Linked DNA regions of Cricetulus griseus: region 2 is linked to region 1. The links are chromatin contacts, called in public Hi-C maps. All regions are on one chromosome and are shown on one strand. The core of a region is the stretch at or near the end of the contact, and the rest is flanking DNA. Distances in the headings are between cores, read along the strand shown.

What was found. A called contact is a pair of places that touch in the nucleus more often than the background predicts.
Region 2: a contact with region 1 is called in a Hi-C map of fibroblasts, with 3 times the contacts expected there. The contact joins two enhancer-like sites. A contact is called at or near these places in 3 of 8 Hi-C or Micro-C datasets (the CHL-YN cell line, fibroblasts and liver).

The regions. Positions count from the first base shown.
Region 1 is chr7:100,834,862-100,838,334 of CriGri-PICRH-1.0, forward strand. No RefSeq gene overlaps it. Among named protein-coding and RNA genes, the nearest start is that of Hsf5, 51 kb to the left of the region's middle. Within about 2 kb of position 2,065, at least 3 of the 6 cell types and tissues checked have open chromatin away from gene starts, as enhancers often do.
Region 2 is chr7:100,940,229-100,943,826 of CriGri-PICRH-1.0, forward strand. It overlaps Tspoap1 (peripheral-type benzodiazepine receptor-associated protein 1), which reads left to right. Exons shown (of 32, transcript XM_027426311.2): 11 at 329-379; 12 at 689-709; 13 at 1,374-1,578; 14 at 2,100-2,272; 15 at 3,405-3,520. Among named protein-coding and RNA genes, the nearest start is that of Tspoap1, 8.5 kb to the left of the region's middle. Within about 2 kb of position 2,008, at least 1 of the 6 cell types and tissues checked has open chromatin away from gene starts, as enhancers often do.

The DNA.
Region 1 (3,473 bases), core at 815-3,314:
CATGAAATGCCAGTCTGTTGCCATGGTTAAGAGCAAAACATCTGGGCTAGTGAGATGGCTCAGCAGGTAAAGCACCATGCAACCTTGATGACCCCCAGAACTCATGTATCCACAGAGGGAGAGAACTACTCCACCAGGTTGTCCTCTGACCTTCATACATGCTCCCCTGTATACATTATACAAAGAGAGAATAAATTTACTTCAGAACTGATTATAGTGGACTGTGTTTGTAATCCCAGCACTCAGAGGTTTAGGCAGGAGTATCAGGAGTTATAGGATAGCCTAGGCTAAAAGCAAGAGCCAGTAGGTAACCTCATGTTTTCAGAGAAATTATACCATTTAACTTCCACCATAAGCCCATTAATGCAGTTATCCACAGGGCTTTTTTTCTTTTAACATAGGGTCCTGCTAGATATCTCTGACTTACCCGGAACTCACTCCACAGCCCAGGCTGGCCTCCAATTGATAACAGGCCTGCTGATTCAGTTTTGTGACTACCAACATTACAGGTTTGAGCCACCATGCTTGGCTAATCCCCATGGTTTTACACACGACCAACAGGTTCATCTTTTTTTTTTTTTCTTCAGGTTCATGTTCATATGAAGTTAAAACACAGAAATTTATCCCAATCGTTTAAAATGTATACATTTCAATAGTTAATTTGTTCACATTGTTGGTTGTGAGTAGAGTTTTGAAACATTTGGCAGCTCAAGAATGAAATGTCTAACCATGGGGCGGGAGAGATGGCTCAGAAGTTAAGGGAACCAATTGCTCTTCCAGAGGCCCTGAGTTCAAATCCAAGCACTCACCTGGTGCCTCACAAACATCTGTAACTCGAGTTCTTCAGGATCTTATACCCTTTTCTGGCCTCTCACACACATGGTTTACAAACATACATGCAGATAAAACCTCCATACATCTACAATAAAATTTTAAAAAAAAATGTCTGATCACAGTCAAATATAATTTTGTAAATTGGGTATTGTAATAGTCAAACATTCAAGCCGGACGTTGGTGGCACACGCCTTTTATCCCAGCACTCGGAAGGCAGAGGCAGGCGGATCTCTGAGAGTTCGAGGCCAGCCTGGTCTCCAGAGCGAGTTCCAGGATAGGCTCCAAAGCTACACAGGGAAACCCTGTCTCGAAACTCCCCCCCCCCCGCAAAAAAAAATAGTCAAACATCCCATGCCAAGATTACTGTAAAGAACTATATTGTATGAATGTGGCAATTAACTGAAATTAGTTTTCTTTTCTTGTATTGTTTTCATTAAGCACATTTAACTTTTTTAAAAAGATAACGTGTATAGGTGTTTGCCTGCAGTGCCTGTGGAGGCCAGAAGAGAGCATCAGATCCTCTGGAACTGGAGTTGTAGATGGTTGTGAGCCACCACGTGAGTGCTAGGAACTGAGCCTCAGTCCTAGAAAATACTCTTAACCACTGAGCCGCTGTTCGAGCTCCAAGCATAAGTTGAACTCTTGGCCTGTATTCTGACAGACTCACTTACAGTCTTACATTGGAAGAATAGCTCTGACCCAATGAGTGAGAAGGAAATACAGATTCCAGACTTCTGACATCAGCCCGATTTGAAAGATCCATACAGATAGTTTAGACAGTACTACTGAATTTACACTAGAATTTACACCAGTAAGAACAGAAAAGCTATGCAGAAAATGAACAGACGGTTTCCACGGTGGCAGACAGAAGCAACGTGTGCTGCCGGGTACTGCGGTATAAGATCTCTCAACCTGGTCTTTGTGCCATTTATGGACATGGAAAAATAGAAACCTGTTTGAACTTGTATTTGCAAGACTTCGCGCCATTCTTTTGTTTGTTTGGTTTTTTTTTTTTTTTGATTCTTGTATGTTTTCTGTTTATTTCCTCATTCCACCATCTGTGCCCAATTGCTTACAGAATCCGCTTAGGTATCTTTGAATGGCCCTGATTTATATGCTGCAGGGAAAGCTAAGGACTGATTGATTGAGTTGCATGCAGTTAGGCGGTGGCTCGCTAGAGGGAGTAAAGGAGCGAGACACAGGAAGAGAGCGGGAGAAGACTTGGTTAAGTTTGCGAGTGCGTGCACCAAGAGGAGGAGGGGCGGGCTTGCGTGCAGCTGCTCCACCCTCACTTTGTCAGCAGGTAGAGAGCGTGATTGCACTCCCAGGGGAGGGAGTCAGAGCTAGAACACCAATTACCAACCGCAGGCTTCCTGGTGTAGGGAGCTGATCCAGAATTGTCGTTCTGGAAAGGAAGCACTGAATCCTTCCTTCTTCTCAACTTCCCAAGCCCATCCATGATTCAGAGATACCGCCTTCTCCCTCTGGGATTTTTTTTTTTGTGTGTGTGTGTGTTTCTGGTAGTAAATTGTTGTATTTACTACTTTGTTGTCTTTCAAGAGCTGATCATTTAATATTCTGTACAGAGGCGGCGGGGGGAAAAGGACTTTTGCTAGATTCCAGAGATGATTTTGGATCTTCTTTAAGCATTTCCAGAGTTCTTGAGGACAGTAGCTCTCTTCCTGGAATTAGTTTCTGCCTTTGACCTGCGTGGATTGCTTTTTCGGGCTTCGGAATTTCTCCGCACGCACCTACCTGTAGTGCGGACACTTGGTCTGACGGCAGAGTGAAGGTGGAAGAGTGAGCCGCACTGGGTTAAGCAGCTCAGATCTTTTAAAAGCAGGATTTATAAAAGCATAATTGAATTTGTTTCACCCCCCCGTGGATTCCAGTGGGCCCGACAGCGCAACAGGTTTGCAGATTTCTTTTGAAATTCTTTTTTGTTTCCTCCTTACCTCTGTCTCAGCAAAAGTAAGGAATCTATAGCAGGTTCATGTTCAGTTGCTTGGTTTTTCAGCACTTCTGAAGACTTTGTAGGATTTTTAAACGTGGCCTCAGAAGGCAGCAGGCTTTGTGGGTGAAGTGCATTTATAGTTACTTAAACGTGCACATTTTAAAATCTGATGTTTATACAAGAATCTGAAGTTTCATAGGAGCCTAGAAATACCCGGATCTCCTCTACTCTGTTGATTCCCCCCTTCAAACATAAAGCCTGTGACTGGCCACCCCCCCAACTCCCCTTGTCTTTTATTCCCCACCCCCTTAAGGAATTTGAAAACGTGTTAGGAATAGTCCTTTGTTTTTCTTCTGAATCTCAAAGATTACAGATTCTAAGGTCTGGATATTAGTCTCCTCAGCATGTTGAGGAAAGCCAAAGCACTTGATAGACTCAGGCTGGAGAATAAAATCTCGAATCTGTAAGCAAGAAAGGAAAGTGGAAAAAGAAATATGAATTTTACCTGGGAAAATACCTGGGAAGCTAAACTCATCAAGTATCTCAATATGGAAGCTGGGAGAGATTTTGGTATTGATGTTTATTCTGTTGTATGTCAAAGATATATGGATCTGTGCCTAATTTTACAGGCACTTTTGGTGGAACACAAAAAAATATAATATATTGAAGTTCTTAAAAAGTATAT
Region 2 (3,598 bases), core at 758-3,257, 110 kb after region 1:
GGGATAGAAGACAGGGGGCAGAGAAAAGGCCACAGATAGGTAGGACAAGATCCATCTACCAGAAGGGTGGATGTCCCAGGAGAGAATTTGCACCTGGCACATCCTTGTCTTGTCCCTTCTGTCTTCCTGTTTAAGGCATAGCTCAGGGTGGGGGTCTGAAGGAAACCCTTTGGCCTCTGGCTCCCCAGACCGTTTCTTCTTTCCTCCCTACGCTTTGTCCTCCTTGTGTTTCTAGCCCTTTCCTTTCCTCTGCCACACACCTTTATTCTCCACCCTGTTTCTGATGTGCAGTCCTCCCTTCCAGCATTATGCCTCTTCCTGTTTGTAGGCACAGGCAGAAGCCAAGAGGGAACATGAAGGAGCGGTGCAGTTGCTGGAGGTAGGGCCCTTGGAGCGTGTAGGAGTGGGAGAGAGTGGAAGGAGGGACCTTAAATGTGGCCAGACTGTATCCCCCTTTATCGGCCTATTTCTTTAGGCCGGGCTACACAGGGGCAGGACTCCTGAGTCTTTGTGGCAATAGTCCCCCCTTGGCACCCATCGCAGAGGCTGCTTTTACCTTGAAATGTCCTTTATATTCCTTTATCTGCTCAGAGCACTGACGGGTGGTGTCCATCTTCATGCCCCTCCCCCTGGGCTATTGACCAACAGAGCTGAATGTTCTAACCCCTGTGCTTTCCTTCCCTACCAGTCTACATTGGATTCCATGCAGGTACAGTCTATTTATGCCTTCTACCTACTGGGTGTCCACTCCCCAACCCGCTCACATCTCTTCTCTCAGGGACCAACTCTGATATCCCACAGAGGGGCCATCACTGATGGCAGACCCGGGACTCCACAGATATCTGGAGAACTTAGAGGGCACATGGGCTGTCCCCTCCTCCTGAACCTGCATCTGAACTTAGTGGACCCAGGGCCTTCCCCGCTGTTGTCTTAGACCATGAGGAAGTTTGTCACCCATTGACTCATGTTCCTTATGACATTGTCAGTGGGAGAGCCCTTAGGCTAGAAACTTGCCTGGTAATTGAGAAAAGGTCACTCTATCCAAAGGCATCCTAGCTTGCCATGGAACCGCTCACCCATGTCTCTGAGTGTGAGACAGGGCCACTGCCTATGGGAGAATAACTAGTGGCCAGAGCTAAGAAGATTCTGAGTTGTTGTTGTTGGTGGGATGAGGAAAACCCTTTGACCTATAAAGTATTCTGAGGCAAGAGTGGCACTGGCCTGAGTCTGAGAGTTGGTGCCATAGGTTGGTGCTCAGGCTGGTGTGTGTGGGCACATGTGTGTGAACTAAAGTCTGTTGTGGGGCTATGTGGAACTGGATAGTGCTGCACAGCTCTGCTTGGCCTGGTAAACCACAATGGGTCTTCTTGTAGGCCCGGGTTCGAGAGCTTGAGGGCCAGTGTCGCAGCCAAACCGAGCGCTTCAGCCTTCTGGCACAGGAGCTCCAGGCCTTTCGACTGCACCCAGGTCCCCTGGATCTGCTTACTTCTGCCCTGGGCTGTAGTGTCCTTGGGGACCATCCGCCCCCCCACTGCTGCTGCTCTACCCCTCAGCCCTGCCACGGGTCTGGCCCCAAAGGTAAGGTGTCCCCTAATGACATTGGTCTGGACTCCTCAGATCCCGGGGCTTTTGTATAGTGCAAGGAGTTCAAGGTTAGAGGCAGCCAGTCATCCAAAGTCATAGAGCAAGTTAAAGACATAGCTCATTTAAGTCAAGATCTCAGGCCGCTGTTCTGCCTCTAACTGGGAGTCAGGCCCTAGCAGTCAGAATCAGGGTCTTAGGAAGAGTCGAGAATTAAAGGTCAGTCACATCTGGTGGTCCTAGCTCCATTCTCTTACCAGCCATTTGGAGTTAGCATGCTGTTTAACCTCTCCAAGTGTCAGTTTCCTAAGCCACGAGGCAGGAAAACTCAATGCATTTCATCAAACGCTCGGAGGATTCTTATAGATATGAATCACAGTGAGTTTCTTCCCAAATATTTCCCTTATTGTTAGGATATCTGGGTAGAAAGGCCAGATGCCTATATCCAAGAAGCTCCATCTATCTCCCCAGTCCTCTCAGGCCACAGATCCCAAGCCCACTTGTCATCTTCTCTTTAGACCTTGACCTCCCGCCGGGCTCCCCAGGACGCTGTACCCCCAAATCTTCAGAGCCTGCTCTTGCTACCCTTGCTGGGGTCCCTCGAAGGACGGCTAAGAAAGTGGAATCTCTTTCCAACTCTTCTCGCTCGGAGTCGGTCCATAACAGCCCCAAGTCATGTCCCACACCAGAGGTGAGTTCTGGGCTGGGGACTTTGGGCTTGGGTATTGGCTTGGGGGGGGGCGGGGGCAGAGGCGGAAGGAGTTGGGTGGCTACTGATCCCAAGCTTGGGCATTGAAGGCCGTGGCTTCCTCTTGTGGGCAGGAACTGAAGTGGAGCCTGCTCTCCAGGGCCTGCCTACCAGCTGCACCTCTCTGGGGTCCAGGGAGGCCCCAGAGTCTTGAGCAGGATGGAGGAGACTGTTTGGCGCCTGATCGGCATAATGAGTCTGTTCATAGGAGCAACTGCAGTGGAAGCAGTTGCTTGCGTGAGAAGGAACACAGGTTCCTGGATTCTGATCCCAGCCTTGTCACTCACGATGTCTCTAGGCTTTGGCTTCCTTGTCTGTATGCCTGGGGCGGCTGGGGGTGGGGTTACAAACATGCCTTATAAAATTGTTGTGAGGGTTACGTCTCAGCGAGGAGCACGCAGGAGATGCCCAACCTGTGGCAGCTGTAGTCACTACTGACTTTACTCACAGCTCCTCCGATCACCTTGTCCCTCTTTCTACCTATGAACCCTGCAAAGTGGAGGTGGCAGGCCAGGAGCAAGCCAATCGCCATCACAAAGGGGTACAACCCGGCCCTGGGCCTCTGCTGCCCCCTGGTGGGATAGATTGATGGTCCTAGCTTTGGGCTGGCCTTAGTGGATCTGAAGCGCTGAGTTCCAGGGGGGTTGAAGCCGGAGGTACAGGCACAGTGCTAAAACAGGGGGTGCCTCCAGGCCCTCCTCCTTCTTGCATCCAGCTCTTTATGACTAAGATGCTTCGCTGAGTTTCTACCTTAGGGAGCCAAACTGTCACTGATGCCTGCTCCCCTCTGACATGGCTGTCAGTCAGGTTGGGGAATATTGTTTTATTTCTTGGGTTGGAGCCAGGACTTAGGGAAGGGTCCAAGTTGTCCTCACACCCCAAAACTAGGACAGCTGTGTGCATCACAGACCTTCTGTCTCAAGTGTGGTTTATCAAATGCCAGGCCTTGTTGCCACTGGCCTGGCAGGGTGTGTTTCCAGCTCCCTTCTCAAAAACCCCCCAGCTATTCCTGCCTACAGTGTCTTTGGCTTGGGACCTTGGACCCTGAGAGGAGCCTACTTTCTTCCTGCCCTAGGTGGACACGGCCAGTGAGGTGGAGGAGCTGGAGGTAGACAGTGTCTCCCTGCTTCCAGCAGCTCCAGAGGGCAACTCGGGAGGAGCCAGGATCCAGGTCTTCCTAGCACGCTATAGGTGGGTCCCTCTAGCTCACTCTGCCACCCTCAGCATTGGGATGCACAGAGGACAGGTATGGATGAAGATGGAGACCCC